2 separate regions of the Rattus norvegicus genome follow, and region 1 is linked to region 2. Evidence: chromatin contacts called from public Hi-C data. All regions are on one chromosome and are shown on one strand. The core of a region is the stretch at or near the end of the contact, and the rest is flanking DNA. Distances in the headings are between cores, read along the strand shown. Region 1 overlaps Lhx2 (LIM homeobox 2). Region 2 overlaps Dennd1a (DENN domain containing 1A).

Evidence for each region. Hi-C and Micro-C count contacts between places; a contact is called where the count stands out from the background.
Region 1: a Hi-C map of frontal cortex shows a contact between it and region 2, with 2.0 times the contacts expected there. The contact joins two enhancer-like sites.

What each region holds. Positions count from the first base shown.
Region 1 is chr3:42,542,132-42,545,859 of GRCr8, forward strand. Lhx2 (LIM homeobox 2) reads left to right here. Exons shown (of 5, transcript NM_001106571.1): 4 at 1,777-1,982. Among named protein-coding and RNA genes, the nearest start is that of Lhx2, 8.3 kb to the left of the region's middle. Within about 2 kb of position 1,585, at least 7 of the 93 cell types and tissues checked have an H3K27ac peak or open chromatin away from gene starts, as enhancers often do.
Region 2 is chr3:42,206,810-42,210,459 of GRCr8, forward strand. It overlaps Dennd1a (DENN domain containing 1A), which reads right to left. Exons shown (of 21, transcript NM_001191747.1): 6 at 1,378-1,458. Among named protein-coding and RNA genes, the nearest start is that of Dennd1a, 200 kb to the right of the region's middle. Within about 2 kb of position 2,127, at least 3 of the 93 cell types and tissues checked have an H3K27ac peak or open chromatin away from gene starts, as enhancers often do.

The DNA of each region.
Region 1 (3,728 bases), core at 335-2,834, 330 kb after region 2:
GAGCCCAGAGATTCCCCCTGGGGGAGGCCTGCCCCAACCCGGCAGAACTGGGGGCTGGGAGGAAGAGGAGGGTCCATTCCCTTGTGGTTTAGTGCTGCTGGCTAACAGGAGTCATGTTCTGATCCCCTTTAAATTCTTCACGCTGGATGTTCTGGATGGGAACGCTGGTTGAAGGAGGGGTTATCTGTATGCTTGGGTACACGTGGATACAAGCCCTGATGTAAGGTCGTTCCTAATTTACAGCTCACGCTTTGAAGTAGGATCCATCAAGGCAGTGGCATTTGGGTAAGGGTAAAGGGGTCCCCCGAGAGGGCTTTCTAAGTAGTGTTGTCGGGATAACCACTTAATTCTGAATTTTGGGCAAAATTTTACAAGTGTCCTAAGAAGCATATAAATGTTAGATAAAATTTTAGTTTCCTTTGGGTCCCTGCAATCTTTGAGACCTATGATGGTTGACGGTTAAAAAAGAATTATCTGTTGTTTATCAGAAATTCAAATCTAACTGGGCACCGATTGCATTTATTTGCTAATTTTGGCACCCCTATTCTAGGCATGGACTATGTTGAAAGATACCTTTCCAGTTCTGTAAAGTGTGGTGACTTGGGATGAAACGAGGGCTTTCTGAGGGATCCTCAATGCCCTCATCAGCTGAGCAGTTATTGACACCCAAATTTTCTAACCCCTTCCCAACCAAGAATCCCCCACAGACCCTAGTAAAACCCCTCGGGATGGGGATGGGCTCCCTAAAGAGTCAGGCTTTCTCGACTTCCCTGGAGGCGGTGCAGCAGGAAAAGGAGAGGGGGGTCAGCCTTTACCAGTGTGTGAGAGTGGCTTCCTTTCCTTGGTTTTAGTTTTTTCCTGCCTCTAAAATAGGAAGAGTAGCGGTGGGACAGAGACGCATATAAAGCCAGAGCCTAAGTTGCCATCTTTCTCCAACTTCTTTCCCTCCCAGTCTACCTACAGCTCTCTCCGAAGGATGGAGAAGCTTCTAACAGCTTCCCTGAACAAACCCAGGGAGCGGCTCACAGGGCAGTGCTGCGGAAGACAAAGCTACATCATATAGTTCCCAGCTGTAGACCTGGCGCTGGGGGCCCTGGAGCCCACGGGGTCCTTCGGGGAGGGAGTGTTGATGAAAGTGGGATGAAATCGAGGCTGTCAGTAACTTCTGGATGCTGGTGCCATTCACTGCTAAGGGGAGATGGAGACTGCAGGGTTTTCCTTGGCAAGTAACTTGGGAAACAAAAGAGTGCAGGACCACGGATGGCAGGCTCACACCACTGTCAGGGCCTGGCTTGCTGCCTTCCCTTTGTGTCTCAACATCTGTAAAAAAAAGAAAAAAAAAAGAGTTGCTTTAACTGTCCAGCAGCTCTATGCTTGCAAAGAAAGCCTTTTAGGGGCTGGCAAGCTAGCTCAGTGGGTCAAGGGACTTGCCGCTAAGTTTGTAGACCTGAGTTCAATCTTCAGAACCCCTTTCCCCAACCACACACAAAATACCCGGAACCAAAAAGTCTCCACTGCTGCTCTTCAAACGACATGATGGCTTCTGGGGGTTTCGTTTTGTTTTCCAAAGGTTGACTCCACTATTTCCTAGGCAGGTCCCATTTTCAGAGAGCTTCGTTTTCTCCTTATCTAAAATGGGGATATTATTCCCATTTCAGCATTGTTTGTGCACACAACCGGGTTCCCGGACTAGATGTGTTTGTCAGTGGGCGGTGTGGACTTGGCGACCAGGCAGAGTCAGGAAATTCACCTGCTGCTTCTGCGTCCCTTTCCCAGCGCTGAGCTGTAACGAGAACGACGCGGAACACCTGGATCGCGACCAGCCCTACCCTAGCAGCCAAAAGACAAAGCGCATGCGCACCTCCTTCAAGCACCACCAGCTTCGGACAATGAAGTCTTACTTTGCCATTAACCACAATCCCGATGCCAAGGACTTGAAGCAGCTCGCGCAAAAGACCGGCCTCACCAAGAGAGTCCTCCAGGTCAGCTGGGCCAGGGTGGGGGCATCTGCAGCTGCCAAGGCCTGAGGCAGAATCTCACACGGACCAGGACTTTTGGAAGAACTTTCTGCCTGTCTGCCTCTGCCTTCTTTCTCTCCCTTTGTAGTTTGTCTTAGGATGTCAGCCTTTTTGCCTGCCATCACATATTCCCAGTTTCCGTCCTCATTTTTTCCTCTTTGTGTGGTCCTCTGTCTTCATACTTGATTTTTTTTTCCCTCCTGGTGGTAAACCATTTTTAGTTATCATCTATTACTCAAATGACTCTCCAACATGCTCATGTTTTAAGAGGCTCTAGTATTTCAGATGAATCCAGAACCCTCCTGCTTTGTCCCCACCCAAGGGACTTTTAGTGCCTTAAGTTTAGTGCCTCTCTGTCCATTTGCCCCCACATCATTCTTCCTTTTCTTGGATTTTCTTCTGATAGCTCTAACTTATCTCCTGGGTTGTTATTCGTTCGTTCGTTCGTTCGTTCGTTTTATGTTGTCTGCCTCCCAGACTTTATAGGGAACAAGAGTTGGAGATGCTGTGGTGTTCTAGACAGGATCTGGAACTTTCATGGGAATCCCACGCTCCCAAAGATGTTGAAAACTCTAGTCTGCAACCCCAATGTGTGGCACCATGTTGGAACAACAAATTTCAAACTTTCTGCTTTTCTGATACTCATTCATAGCACTTAACAAACCTCTTATGCCCCCTGAGCTTAGTTTACAATATGTGAAATGCACCAAGAGTCACCCAGCCATGCCACCGATGGGAGGTGCTGCTGTGTTGACACAGGTGACAACAGAATTACCTCATGCTTTATGCTTGGTGGATGCTAGTTAAAAAATAGCATTAAGTTAGTTTGTTATGTGATTAACTGGGATGAACAGTCCTGGTTGTGAGACCTCAGTTTCCCCATCATACAAGTCAGAGCCACCCCCCACCCCCAATAGAAGTTTAACCAAAACCGAAAAACAAAAGAAAATTTGAGAGACTATGCAACCTGACTTGTGTCACAGCAAGGACAGGTCCTGGATATTGAAAGCTGAGCAAGTGACAAATCAGAAGCCTCTCTTAAGAAAGTTTCAGTGACTGTCAGAAAGCAAAACAAAACTTAATGGGGTATCGGTGGTGGTGGGATGTGACTGACTTTGGTGGGAGTGAGGGTACAGACCCCAGTGGTTGAGGCACCTGGGTGGGCACCTGGGAAGTCTCTGGGCATCCCTTCAGTCGCTGGTGATGAATCAAGGGAGGTAAGGGAGGTCCAGGGGCATGCTGCTGCTTCTCTGAGTCTGCCCTTTGGTCTGCGCTAGGTAGCCTTGGGTTCTGGCCTGGACTCTGAGGGCCACACTGCTGGAGTCAGTGTTCACATTACTCTGGCCAGTTCTCTTAGACTCTTCCTTTCTTGAGGCTAGGTCCCCATCCCTCCTTGGAGACCTCCTGCTGTGCACCTCTTTTTTTTTTCCCCTCCCCCATCTCAAAGCTCTCTCATTTAGTTCCGGGATAGCCTGGACTGAGGACTTAATACTTTTCTCTGGTTAGTAGCTTCTCTCTCTTTCTAGATGCCTTGTGGGATGCTGGGAAGTGGGGGGAGATCTGGAGTTCAGAAAAAAAACCCGGGACTCACAAATGACCCCGAGGTTTATTTCACCAGCCGTATGTCTTGGACAAATCAGTTACCTTCTCTGAGTCATAGCTTTCTCATTTGTAAAAAGGTCACCAATGAGGGCACATCTCTCTCCCAGC
Region 2 (3,650 bases), core at 877-3,376:
TGCCTCCCAGGCAGCTGGTGACCTAGCCTGGCTGCTCCACAGCTACCTGTCTGATGCTATTACAGGATGAAGCAGTGAGATCAAGCTGCTTAGGAAAAAAGACTGAGACAAAGGCAGGGTTGCTCTGCTTCAGTGATGACTGGGTCTACAGCTCACTTGCTCATCTTTTCAAGCAGTCCCTACTTCCCTAAGAGCAAATCCTCCCTATGTAAAGTCCCTCCCGCTTCCCTGCATCCATCCCTTTTTCCTTAGATCATAAAAGCTAGTTCATCATTTATAAATTGCATGACTTTACATGCACGCCCTTTCCTCTAAATCTTTCCCCTATGACATGAGTATGTTAGCATCTATATTGGGAATGATTTTGAACATAGGAGGTGTATATTAGTATAAATTAAGAACTTAAAATAGGTTTGCTATTGTTATTATTACTGGCAATCCTGTGGCTTTTGATACCATTCTGGTAAAACTCATTAGTTTTCCTTATGAAGTCAGACACCTTCCTGATTCCTATAACCAGCACTGTAACTGCTTTTTGAGAAGCTGGAAGAGAAAACTCTCTAACTTGCCAGGGTTCTGGGATAGAAAGACAGGTCTGCATGACAATAAGTGCCTGGCCAAATGGTGTCCACCAAAGAATTCTGATAAAGGCAATGACAGCTTCCATCTAAGAGATAAAGAATTTAGTAAATGAATTATGGAAGAGAGCTTACACATCTCTTCTGATGTCCTGTCTGACAGATAAGGAAGCTGAGCCCATACAGTTAAAGGCCTTGATTCAATCACTAGCAAAGTAGACAATTGGAACAAAAATTTCCCACTAAGCAACGTGCAGGATGTACCTCAAAGCATTAAATAAATAATGAATGCTGTAGGCTAGGAACTATACTGAGTATTGTCCTCTGTCTTCATGGGATAGAGAGTGAGAACCAGCTTACTCCCACAGGATGGAACCAAGTCTCCGGATCATGTAAGGGGACTGGGGCCCAAAAGAAAGGCTAACTCAGCCTGAGTGATTAAGGGAGGATTTCTCAGAAAACAGAATCAGAATAGTTCTGAAGGATGCATGAGTTAACAGGCAAACAGAAGAGAGGTATTGTGAAGACTGAAAGTCCAGAATGGACTTTAACTGTGACAAAGGGTGATACAGGTGGCCAAAGACAGGGGATGACAAGGCTGACAGGTCCAGCCATTCTGTTCCTTGAATCTGCAGCTAAGGATATGACTGGTCATTTGGGAAGCATCTATTCTTCAGTGAATCTCAGAAAGAGGGAGAATCCCAGGGCTCGGGTTAAGTAAGAGTGTGTGGTTCTGGTCTCCTCTGAAGGTCCATACAGACATGCTTGTTTGGGGTGGCCACCATCTTGCCCCACTTACCACGCTGAGGTGAACAGACACTCCGGGGTCTGGAATGGGAAGTCTGTGCAGAGTTTCAAGAAGTTCATTCCACTGACTTTCCTGAAAGAAAGAAAAGGTCCAAGTTATAAAAGCTGGACCTGAGGTGAAGTCTAGACCCAAAGAGAAACAGGTGGGAAATGCTGGCCCCAAGACAAAAATAGGTTTGATATTCAAGTATGGTTGGATAAAAGACACTGCTCCAACATAAGAGCCAAACCGATCCTCCCACATCAAATTCGACATTTTCTATTCAGTCAGACACCTACCATGACCACCTTTTATGGATCATATACCATACGCTCTCAGCAAATCTATCCCTCCAACTCCATAGCAACAACTTTTAAATGCAAACAATCTGAGCTTCCAGGGCGGGGGTGGTTGGGAGAAATAACAATGACACCATGGATCTAGTCTTCATCATATTACCCTCAATTAATTTTATTGAGTGTTCATTGTGTACATGTAGCAGACTCCAATTATGGAAAGTTAGAAATAAAGCAAGTTCACCAGCATGTGATACAGGACAGCAGCCGTGCATTTTAATTAGGGAAACTGAGCAGCTGAGCAACATACAAAGCAGCACAAATTATTCGGCTCAAAACAGATTCGCCTTTAAGATGCTCAAAACAACAGTGCTTACAAAATGATCCAAAAGCCACTTTTTTTTCCTGTGGGAATTCTGTGTGCTAATAAAAGGTTAAGTTTACATGGGCAGTCATGTCCTAACTACTGGATCCTTCTAGTCATCCACTTAAGGAGTGTAAAGAGTGAAGGTCTGAACTATGAAGTTCTAGTCTCCCATTGGATAGAAGGCTGCACAGCCCAGAGAGGGAGGAAGGATTGCTGTATTCAAGTCCACAGCCCTGTCTGCTTCTGGCAGGAAGCCTGAGATGAAGTAGACTCACCAAGCTTCCAAGCTTGTTTTAGTCTGTGCTCTGACAATCAAGTCTCTTAGAGGACACAGGTGCTTGAACATGTGTGCACAAGGTGAGTTTTGCTCTGAAGCAGTCTCACACCTACAGAACAATTTTAGAAACAAAGGCCCTTTCATTTCTTCCACTGTTTGAGAATGAGTTGTTGGCAATCATACCCTATCAGCTACACACGCACGCACGCACGCATGCACGCACACACGCACGCACGTGCACAATCATTCTTCTCTGAGCAATCATGTCTAATCACCACAGCCAGGAAGTATATGTGCCTCAGCACAGTGTGCCATCTAATCCTGTCTGGCTGTGCCAGCTATTCCGCTCCCTACACCATCATGGCAATAAAACCAGTTTAGAGGCATGAGTGACCTTCAGCAGGGTAAGTCTTGAGTTCTGCTAAAAACACCTTTGTCTTTTCTAATCTATAGGACCTTGACCATTTTGCAGAATGAGTCTCAGCTGTCAGATGTTTCCTCATGAATCTCAACTTGTTCTTTATTGATGATGTTTTCTTACCACTTGACTATATCATCTCAGATCTCTACTGAGCACCCCCTACACCAGCATTTAAAAAGCATTTTGTAGCAAATATTTTATATAAGTATTCCATCCCTCAAGTTTTGAGTCAAGCTGCTTATTTATCTTGCTACAAGTGCTTTCACTTGCCTTCAGTATTTGATGTTCCAGACTAAGATCTTGGCCCTTTACCTTGCCTTCCTGTCTAGAGGACATATCCCTATCATTTTCTGAGTACTTTCTTAATTTGGGATACAAAAGTTATTTCAGCATCATCTTACACTTTCTTTGCCTCAGTCCTGGAAGTAGCCCTTTCTCATGTCGCCAGGACTCCTTTTCTTGGGGAGCATTCACAAGCCAGGTCTGGGAGCCATGGGTTTGTAGGCTTGCTGTTCCTTGGGATTGATGACACCAGACCTTCAATGGTCAGAGTCATTAAGTAATGCCACAGCCCACCTTAGGCCTTAGGCGGTCAAAGCCAGAAAGTATCATACACACAGACCACCACATGCCTTCATATCTGAACTTACTTTTGTCTTCACACACTTAAAGCCTTAGCTTCAGAATGATGTCTCCAATTCAAGGCTAACACTAGAATCACTCCTGTTCCTTCTCTTTGCATACTGAGACTATACTGTTCAAAGATAAAAGACTCACCCCTATCTTGGGGCTTTACTGTCCAATGCGTGCTTTCCATGCTCTGGCACCAAGCACTGAGCCACCACTGCTGGTTCCCTTCCTTTTCAGCTCTCTGCAGTTCCCCACTGAGTTAGCACATCTCACATCACGACTACTCCCACTCTA